2 separate regions of the Mus musculus genome follow, and region 2 is linked to region 1. A link is a contact called in public Hi-C data. All regions are on one chromosome and are shown on one strand. Each heading gives the region's core, a stretch centred on a gene start, on an enhancer-like site or on the middle of the called end of the contact. The rest is flanking DNA. Distances are from core to core; before and after follow the strand shown. Region 1 holds the start of Diras2 (DIRAS family, GTP-binding RAS-like 2). Region 2 has its middle 110 kb from the start of Diras2.

What was found. Hi-C and Micro-C count contacts between places; a contact is called where the count stands out from the background.
Region 2: a contact with region 1 is called in a Hi-C map of the N1E-115 cell line, with 4 times the contacts expected there. The contact joins the enhancer-like site here to the promoter of Diras2 in region 1. A contact is called at or near these places in 3 of 39 promoter capture datasets (embryonic stem cells and hippocampal neurons), 3 of 484 Hi-C or Micro-C datasets (the N1E-115 cell line, embryonic fibroblasts and embryonic stem cells) and 4 of 9 other capture datasets (adipose tissue, embryonic stem cells, macrophages and 1 more).

The regions. Positions count from the first base shown.
Region 1 is chr13:52,526,869-52,533,756 of GRCm38.p6, reverse strand. It overlaps Diras2 (DIRAS family, GTP-binding RAS-like 2), which reads left to right and starts at 2,921. Exons shown (of 2, transcript NM_001024474.2): 1 at 2,921-3,337.
Region 2 is chr13:52,413,721-52,420,608 of GRCm38.p6, reverse strand. No RefSeq gene overlaps it. Among named protein-coding and RNA genes, the nearest start is that of Diras2, 110 kb to the left of the region's middle. Within about 2 kb of position 4,013, at least 3 of the 459 cell types and tissues checked have an H3K27ac peak or open chromatin away from gene starts, as enhancers often do. A contact at or near this core is called in the N1E-115 cell line, where this site is marked.

The DNA.
Region 1 (6,888 bases), core at 1,672-4,171:
GACTTAGCAGCAGCGTGGTCAACATAAAGATTTACTCTTCTGGGTTAGTTTCCCCATTATCACAAAGATCTATCTATCTATCTATCTATCTATCTATCTATCTATCTATCTATCTATCTATCTTCCTTCCTTAGTGTGTGTGTGCACACAAGCAGGTAAGACATGTAGAGGCCACAGAGGTCAACCAATAGTTTTGTACCTCAGGTGTGTCAAACATTTTCTTTTAAAACATAAGATCTCTCATTGATCTGGAACACACCAATTTGTCCAGGATGGCTGAATGAGGATGCTCCTGTTGTTATGGTGTTGAGAACAAGGAGTTAACACCAAACTGTGGCAAGGTAAAAACTTATTTTTATGGCCAGTCCAAACTTAGAACAGGAGGCTTTTTTAAAAAAAATAGCAATGGAGCCAGTTATTACAAAGCAGAACATTGCAGTTGTTTTTATCATCATAGGACAAGAACATACTGTGGATTTGTAGTCAGTTATTAGAACATAGCATGGGACATTTTATGGTCAGTGGAAGTGGAAACTTTTGGTTTCTTTGGAAAGTCATGCCAGTTGGTGTTTTGCTGGGGGCACACAGATGAAAAGGTGTTTTACTAAAGCAGCCATGTGAAAGACTGTTTTCCTGAAGCAGACACAGGTGAAAGGATGTTTTGCTATAGCAGACATAGGAGAAAAGATACACAATGTTCAGAAGGAATATAAATGTGACCCCACAGACAGTTGGACCTTGAGCACTGGTTTGCTCTGTTCTGCCTTGCTGTTCTTCGCTAACAACAAGCACGTATTGGTTTGCCTTACACTGTGTTGCTGAGCCCCGCTTGATGTGGTGATGTCATAGAAAATTGCCAAAGAACTTCTTGAGAGGCCTCTAGCCCCTTGGTGAGCCTTGCACTTTCTTCTGCACTGAACTGCCCTTGCTGGTTTTTATGTAGTGTCTGCTGAGAGAACTGACTACAGCTGCTGGTTCGTATTCGGTGTTTGCTACTGGACTGAACTGCTGGATACCATGACAACAAAGATTGGACTCACCTCTCCCACCCCACAAGAACTCTTTCTAAATAGGTTGACTTCCCCTGTGTCCTCATAACTTTTCTCTTCCACTACCTCTGGTGGGTGGTAGGCTAGAAGGGAGGGAGAATCCTTATTAAAATAGGTTTAGAAAAAGACAGAGTCAGTCAATTCTTGGAACATATCATGAAACAATTTATGATGAATATATCACAAAGTTATAGAGGAAGAACAAGTTTAAAAAAAAAAAAGACAAGGTGGCCTTCATGTTAGGACATGATTAGAGAAAAACACACAGTTAGGGAACAGTATACAAATAAATCAAGTTCTAACATTATGTTTAACTAGGAAAAGGAAGAAAAAAAATGGAGCGAGCTGTCCCCTAATACTGTCTCTGGCTCTACAACTCTGGGATTACAAGAATGTCAAAATGTTAATTTTTTTTTTTTTTTTTGCATGCATGGGATCAAGCTCGGATTCTTGTGTGTGCTCCCCAAGTCCTGTAGCAACTGAGTCATCTCCACAGTCATACACAGACCTTCATAATGGAGAGACTGTGGACATGTGGACTTCCTGCTCACAGGCATATTCAAAGTAGGGCTACATTTGTGAAGGCCACTCTCAAATGGCCTTGTTAAAAATGGTCTACTCCCTTCTTATTTTAGTAGCCATAGCACTAAGGCCAGAGTCAAGCTGAACTAAGGAACAAAGATGTTATCTTAACTGTAAATAGTGAAAGCATATCTTAGGTAAGATTTCAAAACAAACAAACAAACAAACAAACATGTTTCCTGTGAATAGCAGGGCAGAGATTTGCTTTGCAAACCAACTTCAAAGGATTATATCCTCTGAAATTACAGGACTCCAGAACTTACCCAAACAGAAAAGTGACTATATTATAGCTTACAGAATCTGTAAGCTAAGCCTAATTTAGAAGATACAGGCCCCATTTTGTAATTCTTTTACCACATCACCAAAGGACAAAGATAAGGATAAAAAAAGAAAAAAAGAGTTTCCTCCAGCCATAGAGTGCAAGTATGATATAGGTAGATGTTCCTGTCCAGCGCTTACAAAATGTCAGTACAGCATATTCTCTCTCTCTCTCTCTCTCTCTCTCTCTCTCTCTCTCTCTCTCTCTCTCTCTCTCTCTCTCTCTCTCTCTCTCTGTTAATTCTTTGAAATGGTCATGAAAAGCTGCTGAGCAGCGTGGTCCCCCAAGCTTACCCAAAGAGGTGATGTCAGAGCCCTGTCCTGTTAAAACGCTTGAATTCTTGTAGTATGGTTGCCTTTCAGGCAGGGAATTTCTTGGCACCTCTAAGTGACAGGCTGTCTTGTGATTTAGCACATGTGACTACTATTGTCGACTTGACAGAATCTAGAGTCACCTGGAGACGGGCCTCAGGCTTGTGGGAGGAGAGATTATCTTGATTACTTAAGTGTTGTGCAAAGGCCGGTCTTGACTGTGGGCTAGACCATTCCTGGGTACAGGATCCTGGACTATACAAATTGATCTCGGTAGCAGCGTGCTTCCACAGTCGTCTAAGTTCTGATTACCGATGCGATGTGATCAGCCATTTCAAGATTTTTTTTTTCCTGCTTTGCTTTTTTACTCTGAACTATGAGCCAGAGCAAACCCAGTTTTCCTTAGCTTGTTTTTGTCACAGCTACAGGAACAGAAACCTTGCCCAGTGACCAAGTCTTATTGCGTGGTAAGCAGTGATTAAGTACACTAGGGTAGGAGCATAGTTTTAAACACAGGAATCCACTGTCCTTTCAACGGAATGATTTTTGATTCATTTAATTTTCAGAAAATTCTAGTCTCTTGTCATCTATTCCAGAAGCTTTCGGTAGAGGGCAGCTGAAGGCTCCCGGTGAAAAGCAGGCCACCGCAACGAGCAACCACTGTGCTTGCAGGAGCTTGAGGAGGGTGGAGCCGGAGGCCGGGAGGCTAGAGCCAGAGAGCACCGCGTGGGAGGACTGCACAGGGCCAGGCGCGCGTGCGGGCGGTGCAGGGAGCGGTGCTGGAGGTTGTAAGGCTGTGCAGAGAGCTCGGGCGGGTGCATAAGGCAGAGAGGGGCAGACAGAGAGGGGCAGCACAGGGGGCAGGACGTTGCATTGGGCGTTGCACTGGAGGTGCAGGGCTCTGGACATTGCACTGGGGGTGCGGTGCACAGGGCGGTGCGGGGCGCAGGGCAGCTGACAGCGTCATCAGGCGGGAGCAGCGCGCACTCCGCCTCAGCAGCCACCGCATCGCGCTGCGCGCAGCGGGTCCCGGAGCTGCGCCTGGAGACCTGCGGCTCTGAGCCGGCTCTCCCCAGGTAAGCAAGCCACCACGGCTCTCGGCTGGAGCTGGATACAGCTCGCGGGTGCCCGGCGCTTTTGGCCAGTCCTGGGAGCCAGAGGAGCAGGATTACTCTCTGGGGCTGAAGATCAGTATGTATCCCAGGACTTGGAGAGGGGGACCAGCCAGCCTCATCCTGCATCCTTCCAGGAGGGGAGGGCGAGGACGAAGCCATAGCTCAGTTGGGAGAACGTTAGACTGAACACCTAACATTGCTTTGAAGGGGCAAAACCTCAGGGTCTTACCCAAGATTAGGGATCCCGTCCTAACAGGAGTTGCGGTTGGGGAAATTCTTTGACTGCAGGTATTCTAATGAATGCGGAAGATTCCATCGATTTAGGAAAAGTCTCCTAAAGAGGTACAGCTAGAGAAAGAAACATTCAGAGCCAAGAAGAAATGGCTAGGGGATTCCTGATGTTTGGATCCCAACCTCTAGACTTAACGCTCTGGAAAGGGACCCGCCCCAATGTCTCATTTCCTATTTTAAAGACCAGGCTTGGGATATCCACGGGACTCCCCTTCTTCTCCCGGTGGGAGCTCAGGCAAGTCTCAGCATCTAGTCCAGGCAGAAGAACGTGGGTCTCCATCAGAGGACAATGACAGCTGGCTGCCCAAGGGTTGGACTTCCCCACCCTGCTTTGCGATTCCATGTCCCAGTTCATATTCTTTGGGGTTGGGGGATCTTTGGAACTGGACACCACACATCTCGGTTGTTCCATGCCTTCAAAGGTGGAACACAGTATAACTTGGGTGGAGGAATCCGTGCCCAGCCAGCCTTGTTTAGGAATTCATTTCACATTTTGGTTCTTGTTAGCTTTTAATCGGGCCCCCGTGCATACTAGTTTATACTAGCAGAAGTTTTGTGATTTGCTTAAAAGAAAAAAAAACCCATAAAATATTATTTTAAATGACTATTTTCTAAGTAACAGCAAAAAAGCTGAAGTATTTTAGATCTCAGATCAGTCTAGATGTGTTCTTTCCCACTGGCATTTGGGTTCGAGGAGGTGGAGTGGGTGGTAGAGAAAAGGGAATAAAATTAGAATAAATTTAACAAATTTGTATGGGAATCATACTTTAAAAAAAGAAATTGTTGTTGCCTAAAATTGCAAACTATTCAGTTTTATCTGTGCCCTTCGAACTGGAGAGGGCCCTGAGCACAAGAAGACACAACACCCCCCGCACCCCCATCCCAAATATATCAGAGAAACAGAAGGTGGTACAGGTAGGAGGTCCGTTTGACTGAAGATTTTACATTTAGTGCAGGTGGCTGTCCCTGGAGAACCCAGGCAAGGAGCGGGGAGAGGCAGGGCTGACACAGACTGTAGCCAGGCTCCGAATCCTGTTCAGTTTTCTTGTGTTGGGGACCCGTGTGTAGGGCTTATACAGGAACCCCCAGAAGCTTTTTCATGAGTGCCTTAGCAGGGTGCTCTGGAGGCTTCAGACTCACAGTTTGAAAGGCAAGCTGGGCAGGGAGGGGACTCCAGCAGCTGGCTAGCAACCAGCCTTGTCAACAGAACTATTTCAGCCTGAGAAGGGCAGGCGGGGACCTTGCTACCGGCTTCCCATATGTGTCCCGTTTTCTACGGCACACGGCATTCTATACTTCCCTAGAAACAACTTATTCTAGCAACAAATGGTGGGCATCCGATGGGGACAGACAAAACCTCTGAAAAACTAATGGGGCTCTTTTTATCAAGAAAGAAATATACCTTCTTGTAGTCGAAAATATATTGTAGTCCAACCAAGGGATGGTTGACATGTTGAATTCAGTCAATGGCTTTAGATAAAAGGCATCGTGTGTCCAAGACGAATGCACCATGCTCTTGTACCAGGGAGTTTCTGTTTGACAGTGAGAGAATTTGGTTGCCTCCGCTGTGCTGAAAGTACTCAGCCAGCACTTCCTTCTCAACGAAGCTAACCAGTATCCCATTCTCTTTCGCAAGCCAGCTCCAACCTGCCTATTGATCATCCGTGCTTCTGGAGAGAGCACATTGGCCATGGACAGGTGTCCTTTTCAGGGCTAAACTGATTGCTATGACATTAATTGATTTGGGTAACGATTTTTCCAGGAAACAGCTGATCTATCAAAAGTGAAGATGATGGCTTTCCATGTTGTCAAAATTGCTCTGTGTGTGTGTGTGTGTGTGTGTGTGTGTGTGTACATGCAGGTACCCATGGGTGCATCTGGACACATGTGCACATGCTTGTGTACATCTGCACACATGTGCACACACATGTGCATTAATTAGAATGGTGACCAGAATCATTACCAAGGGTCTTCTTTGGTGGCATTCTTACTTAACCTAGAGCTCGGCGTTTGATTAAGTCTCTGGCCGATGAGTCCCAGGGACTCTCCTGACTCTGATGCCTCAGTAGCAGACATGAGCTGTTGTGCCTGGCTCTTTTATATGGATGCCATGGACATGAACTCAGGTTTATTTTCTTCCACGGCGAGTGCTATACTGACCAAGCCAACCAAGCTGTCTCTTCAGCCCTGGTGGCCTTTTAAAAGTTAAGTTTACAAATGCCTGCACACAGCAGGCAAGAACATAACATCATCTATTTGCTTCCAAATAATGCTTTAGTTTTTGATTACCCGGCAGGCAAGTTCTCTTCCTTGACCTGGTGAGACGTTTTTTGAAGGGATGGGAGCAGATGTCCCCTCTCTCTTCCTTGCTGTTGCTTCTGATGAAGCTCTGGAGAGAGATTTTGTACAGTCCTCACCCTGGGGCAGCAAGTGCTGTCCTGTAAACCAGTGCTGTCCAGTTGACACATGATAGGAGTGCTCCATGCATAATTCAGATTGGGTGATTAGTCACCTCAGAAGAGAAAGAGGAGCGGGGAAATCAATTTTAGTGTTTCCATATTTAACATTTCATATATTAAAACCCACCACTTAAAGGTATAGTCAGTATAAAAACACCAATACTCTTTTTTTTCCCTCTTTTTCTTTCCCCATACTAGATCTTAGACTCACAAGACATTTCAATACAGATCAGGTAGTCCGTGTGGCCAGGGGATGTTAAAAGCTAAAAGGGGCCCACGAAATGGCTTAGTGGATAAGGGTTACCACTACCAAGGCTATTGACTCAAGGTCAACCCTGAGACTTGCATGGTGGAAAAAGAGAACCAGTTCTTGCATGCTCTTTTCTGACCTCCAAACATTCACCTTCACACATCCCTCCACGTATACAAAATAAATTAAATGTAACAAAATATAAAATAATAAAAATAATAATGAAAGTTAAAATGTCAGGGTCCATGGCCAATTTAAGGCCATTACAAATAAACAAATGAGTCTCATTGATGTGAGACTGGGCTCTTCTTTCTTTGCAGAAATCTGAGCCTCTTCACTTCTCTCTGTGTGTGTGCATGGGCCAAGTGTGTATATATGTATGTGCCTGTGTGTATATATGCATACATGTATGCAGAGGCTAGAGGATCATGTCAGGAGTTCTTATTTATTGGCACAGAGTCTCTTGCTGAGCCTGGAGCTCACTGACTGACTAGATTAGCTGCTGTCAAACC
Region 2 (6,888 bases), core at 2,764-5,263, 110 kb after region 1:
ACAGGAACTCAAGTAGGGCAGAAACCTGGAGGCAGGAACTGACGTAGAGGCCATGGAGGGATGCTGCGTACTGGCTTGCTTCCGTGGCTTGCTTTCTTGTAGAACCCAGGACTACTACCCCAGGAATGGCTTAGCCCCACAATGAGCTGGGTCCTCCACATCAATCACTAATTATGAGAATGCCTTAATATGCCAGCCTACAGCTCAGTCTTATAGAGGCATTTTCTCAGTTGAGGTTCCCTCCTCTCAGATAGCTTTAGTTAGCCAACACATTCTTGGTTCACGCATCAGGATCATCACACATATCTTGAAATACTGCAATGAATAATACATCTTAGTGCATATCCCATTTGTTCATGCACCTGATATGTCTCTGACCTTCGAGGTCATTGAACTGTTGAGTAACTTTCTAAATTACAGAATGCTAAAGAAAATTCAGGTGATGATCAGTTCATGGAAATGACTGGTGACTGTCACACACTGATGCCCTCTGTTTGCATAAATAAGTGTGTGTGTGTGTTAGAGAGAAGAGAGAGGAGAGATTACACTTGTATGTGTGTGTGTGTGTTAGAGAGAAGAGAGAGGAGAGATTACACTTGTATATATGTATGTGTGTAAGTATGTGAGTGAGGGCACATGTATGTTTGCATGTATGTATGAGTAGGGCTCATACATACCAACCTGTACACTCCCATCACTATCGGAGGGTCGGTCATGTGATGAGCCCCCCTTATCTCCATTTTTTTCCTAAGAAAATGTTTTCTCTTTCCGGTGAGATGGCTCAGTGGTTATGGTCACTCACTACTCTTGCGTAAGACTTGGGTTTGTGACCCAGAATGTAAACTCTGACGCATAATCAGTTCCAGGTCACCCAATGCCCTCTTTTGGTCTCCATGGATTCCTGTGTGCATTTGGTGCCTGTGAATACATACCCTTGAGCACCCACACATACACATAAAATTACAAGTATTAACAACTTTTTAAAGACTACACTTGGTGGCATGGATCTGGTACATTAGTGAGGTGGGCAGTGGAGATTACTGTGCAGGCACGGTGTCATGCTCACACACAGCCTGCCACACAATCTTCCGGCGCACAAGTACTAGTCTCTTCCATGTTGATCTTTTGTGTTGGTTTTTAGTTAATAAGGTTTCTTTCATGCTGTGTGCAGAGGCTCCCTCTGTGTCCATGAAATTCTATCTCACTCTCCTGGAGTTGGGTTTGCTTTGCTGTGGAGATTTTGAGTTATGATGATATTAATTATCCCAGCGTTAGACTACCTGTCTCTTCTCCACTATGGTTAGCCTCTCCTTTTCTGTTTCAATTAAATTAGTTTTTCCCTCAGTATCATTTTGGAATTTCATTCCTAGCTGTCCTCTTTTCTCTGCTGTCTCTTATTTTCTCTCATCAAGAGAACACTCATTTCATTGGTCATTTTCTAATCTCCACTACATTTCCAGCTCCCATCCCACCCTACCATCAAGCACATTCATAAAGCAAGCTCCTTATTCACATAGTTTCAGCAGGGAGTAAATTATCATTTTTCCATATCCTTGCTCAAAACTTCTTTAAATTTTGAAATGTTAACAATGAAAGAACCCCACAACCTACGCTGGGAACATAAACCTCCCCTCTTCCTGTGCGTGAGATTGTAGGTGGAAATGCACATGACTGGGGCATCCATGACACTCATGAGATTGTAGGTGGAAATGCACATGACTGGGGCATCCATGACACTCATGAGATTGTAGGTGGAAATGCACATGACTGGGGCATCCATGACACTCATGAGATTGTAGGTGGAAATGCACATGGCTGGGGCATCCATGACACTCATGAGATTGTAGGTGGAAATGCACATGACTGGGGCATCCATGACACTCATGAGATTGTAGGTGGAAATGCACATGGCTGGGGCATCCATGACACTCATGAGATTGTAGGTGGAAATGCACATGGCTGGGGCATCCATGACACTCATGAGATTGTAGGTGGAAATGCCTGTGCCTGAGGTACCCATGCTGCCTTTGCTGGGTGAGCTTCCTTTTGCCCAGTCGACTTTCATATCCACCCTTCCTCTCCTTGCAGGTATTCCAGGCACCCCACACAACCCTGTTTATTTTAAAGTAAAACACTAGATTATGTCTTAGTATTCCTGGATGCTTCAGAATGGCATACCTAATGTGGTCCCCTCCATCAGACTCCCTACCAGCACACCCCTTGAGGTAGTTCTCTCTTGCAAAGCAGATTCCTGTTTGCTTCCTGGCAGCCATCAGGTCTGTGTACACGGCCTGTGGTGCAGACTCGGGAAGAATGGTTCAGATCAGAACCCGAACTCTGGACAGGCAGTCCCAATTCCACCCTCTCTTCCTGGGTTACTTTATGTTGACTGAGTACCTCCTACTCACAGACATCTTGGTATGTAGCCATTACAGTTCCCATTGTCCTAGCTTGATTCCTGTCACACTGGTCCAGCCATTACGACCCAAAAGAAAAAGGGTTTTTAGGTTTGGAACAAATCACAGGAGATATGAGGCATAAAGAGCTCTGAATGTAAGTGAACAGGCAAAAATAAGCAACATATGAAATTATAGATTTGTAATTCTATATTCTATTGTAAAGTGCCGAGAACAACACTTACTATTCTTTCAGGGATCCAGACTCCTTCTCAGAACACACAAAACCACCTGTAACTCCAGTAGCAGGCGATGCAATGCTGACTTCTGATCTCCATGGGCACCAGCATGCATGTGTTCAGATGCACACACACACACACACACACACACACACACGCAACTTACAATTACTCAAGAACACCAAACCAGATTATTTCCCATCTATGTAGAAACTGACTAGTCTCTGAGGGGAGTCCCTCTGGTTGACACTCCTGAAGTCCATGGTGACATCACAAGGTTATTAATAAGGGCAGAGCCTCCAATGGCCAGAGCATTTTCAGAGAGCAGGAGTGGGGAGGGATGCTACCAGGTAATGGGTCCAAATCTCAGAGAGATCTAAAAGGTCGCTATCTCAGCTTCCATCGCTACTATGGGAGGGAGCACTCCCTGATATGGTTGTCCATGTCTTGCCAGCTATCAAGATGTCCATAGCCACAAACTGGCTCAGCTAGTGTGTGCTACAAAGAGTACAAGCTGAATGAGTACCGTTGGTGCATAGGAACAGCCAGTCCAAGAGGCCAGTTTCCTTTGACACATGCACATCTAGGTATGGCACACAATGCACATCTATCAATGACATGCAACACACATCCCAGCATAATAGACCTCAGAGCTGGGCACCACTTTCTCGTTTGTGGTCAGTCAAAGGTCTCTACATGGCCCACAAGAGCTTCCGTGCTTTCTGCGACTGCCAGGATACTCATTGCTGCCCTAGTGGGAGGGCAAATATGCCCTGTTTAAAGGACACTGGCTGTTTAACAGACATTGGCAAACCACAGAAAGCACGAGATCCCTGCCATGGAAGACGGAGGGAACTGATCCTTATCTCGGTAAACTAGTTTAACATTTAGAATGGTAACTTTAACCTAATTTCAGACAATAAAGGTCTGATGATAACTATTGGTATAATAGCAAGAACAGCACAGGCTATTCTCTTAAACACAGAAAAGGGTTGATGCTCAAACACCTTAGTCGTTAGCCTCACGTAGGAATGAGTAGGGGTCACATGCAGACATCAGGCACAGGGGACATCTTAGCCAGCATTTGGATCACAGGGGAATCATTTCAATGCATGTGACTTCTCCCCCTGGGCTCACAGCTAAGGCTCCAGAGCTACCTCTGTGATTTCCACCCAGAATATCCTTGTGGAACCTGTTTTTATGAGAAAGATCAACTGTCTAAAAATAAAGTTTGAAATAAAGAGTAGCTCAAAGCGATCATCTTCCAAGGTATTTATTTCCTGGGGAATAAATCCATGGCAATCTAAGCTCTGAACCATCTGGCCCTGCAGCTACGTTTCCAGGACATCAGATAACCAAGGGCTTAAGACTGCTGCCCAATCCAGTGAATTGCAAAGGACATTTTAATTGGAAATGGGCTTCCAAGCAGCTGTCATATATTAAGACAATGTGATTAGAAGCTTGGCTTGTAAGAGAAATGTCAGAGAAATTCACAGGAAGCCAGCCTCAAGCATCACTGCTTGCAGGAGGGGGCAGGGGGATGGGGTTGCTACATCATGTGACATCCTGACCAGCAGCACAGCTGCTTGTACTATGGATGCTACATGCCACATCCTCACTGGTGACACAAGGGTTCTGACTTATTCCTATGTTCATCTGGTGGCTAGATTCTGATTAACATTTCTGGAGGCTAAATTCTGATTAGCATTTCTAAGAAAAAGTCAGGAGGCCTCTGGGCTGGAACTGAAATGTAGCTGCAAGGGAACCGGAAACAGTTGTGGAGATAGAAGCCTGGGGCCAGAGCTTAGGAGTAGATAATAACTTGTGGTTCAGACCAATGCAAAGCCCTTTCCCCAATGCTTTCTTCTAGTTCTATAGTCTTAAGTTTTATGTGTATTATCCTTCATTTAGCTGAAGTTGATATTTGCTCTTGGTAGGGAGTGAGGGTCCAACTTCATTCTTTAGCCATGTAAGCCCAAGATTCCTCCTACACCATGTAATGAAATGGCTGGTGAGATGGATCAGTAGGTAGAGGGGTGTGCGGCTAAGCCTGGAAAGTTGAGTTTGATTTCTGGAGCACAGATGGTAAAAGGAGAGAACCAACTCCTGCAAGTTGTTCCCATGCACATGCCATGACATGCGTGCCCATGTGTGCCTAGTCAGATGCACATACAGATAAATAAAAATGCACTAAAAAATTAAAAATAAGTAAAGGACTCTACCCTTCCCAAACATGTGTTCTTAAAACCCTCATTGAAGATCAGCTGACATACACATTGATGTCTGGACTTCTTAACATGTAACACTGGCCTGCAGGTCTGCATTCGTACCATGCAGTTTTAATTTCTATAGCTTTATTACATAGTTCGACATTAGAAAACGAGAGGCCTTGATCCTTGTTTTTTCTCAAGATTGACCCTGGATCTTTTGCAGGTCAGCAGGAGTTAGAGGAATGATAGAAAGCCAATTGAGAATTATTACAGAAAGTCATTCGTCAATCAGATAGCCTTACAAATTCTAACTGCCTCCTAGGGCACAGAATGCAGAGGGGCAAATTTGGCAGCAAGGAGATGGCTTGGAATCCATGGATGGTTCGGTGTTTAAAGCACCCACTTTGTAAACACAAAGAGCTGAGCTTGATTGCCAGAATCCACAGACAAAAAACAGGCATTGTGGCACATGCCTGCCATCTCTATGCTGAGGGAAAGGAGGCAGATCCCAGGAGCTCATTGACTTGCAATCCTAGCCAAATTGGCAACTTGCATGCCTGTCTCAAAAAGATAAGGTGGATGGTGTCAGGGCTCACTACTCTCACTGTTTTGACGGGTATCCTAGCATCACCTCCTCTGTCCTTCAGTCCCTCTGTCTCTCCCTCCCTTAGGCCCACCCTCCCTCTCTTCCTCTCTTCTTCCCTCCCTTCCTCCCTCTCTTTCCTCCCTGTCCAGTCTCCACCCAGGTCCAACAATTTCTTGCTGGATCTCTAGCAATTCTGCAGGCTGAGTCCCAGTGCTTGTATTTCTTACTCATGATGCTTCAGTAGCCCTGAAATCACAGCTTCTCTTTTTGACTTATCTATTACACTGCAATCATCACTACACTGATTAAATTTAAAAAGAGATAAAACATGACAGCTTTGCAAGGGTAGACTGGTGGATACACTTCAGTTCTTAAAAATAATACATTTTAATCAATGGAGTAAATATTTTAAAGGATAAGTTTGTAACTGACACAATTTTTTACTTCTGTCTTCCCATAGGTAATACCTCACTGCCCAGCCAATCCTATTATTTATCTCTGGTGTGTGCCTGTAACCCATTCTTCTTCCCATGCCTGTGACCCAGAGCCAATAAGAAGTGATTTTCACAGACTTCCTTTGCCTAAACACCATTCCCTCTCTCTTTAGTTGTTTGGAAAACTCCTTCTACCTCTAGAGATGAACATGAAATAATAGATACTTGCCTTCTTCAGTGACAGCAAACAGTTGATTCCACTGTCCTGTTGCTATGGCAATGCTTGCTCTGTCCATAGGGACCTAAGTAGCTGATCCATGCCTACCATGTTGTCCTCAGTGAATGGCAGGAATTTTGTGTCATCTGCTTTCATACCCATTGCCCTGCTTTCAGTTTTGATTCCATGATAAATACCCTGACCAAAAAAACAAAACAAAAACAAAAACAAAACAAAAAACCAAAACCAACCAACCAACAAACAAAACAAACAAACAAATAAAAAACCACACAGGAGAGGAAGGGTTTATTTGGTTTACACTTCCAATTTACAGTCCATCATTTTGGGAAAGGTGAGGAAGGACTTAAACAGTCAGTCACATCACATCCATAGCTGAGAGCAAAGAGAAAAATATATGTATCGTTGTTTTCTTGCTCTCAGATATCTTTCTCCTCTCTTACACTGTTCAGGAACTCTGCCTAGGGAATGGTGCCACCCATAGTGGCAAGGTCTTCCTATGTCAAGTAACAATTGAAACAACCCTCCACAAACACGCCCACAAGCCAACTTGATCGGATAAGTCCCCATTACGATTCTAATCATAGGTGATTCTAGGTTGTGTCAAGTTGACAGTTAAAACTAATCAACACAGCGCTGGAGAGATAGCTCAGCAGTTTAAGAGTGCTTGCTGCTCTTATGGAGGACTGAAGTTTAGAGTCTAACAGTCACGTCAGCTACAACTCACAACTGCCTTTGACTCCAACGGCAGGGGATCCAGTATCCTCTTCTGATCTCCATAAATACAC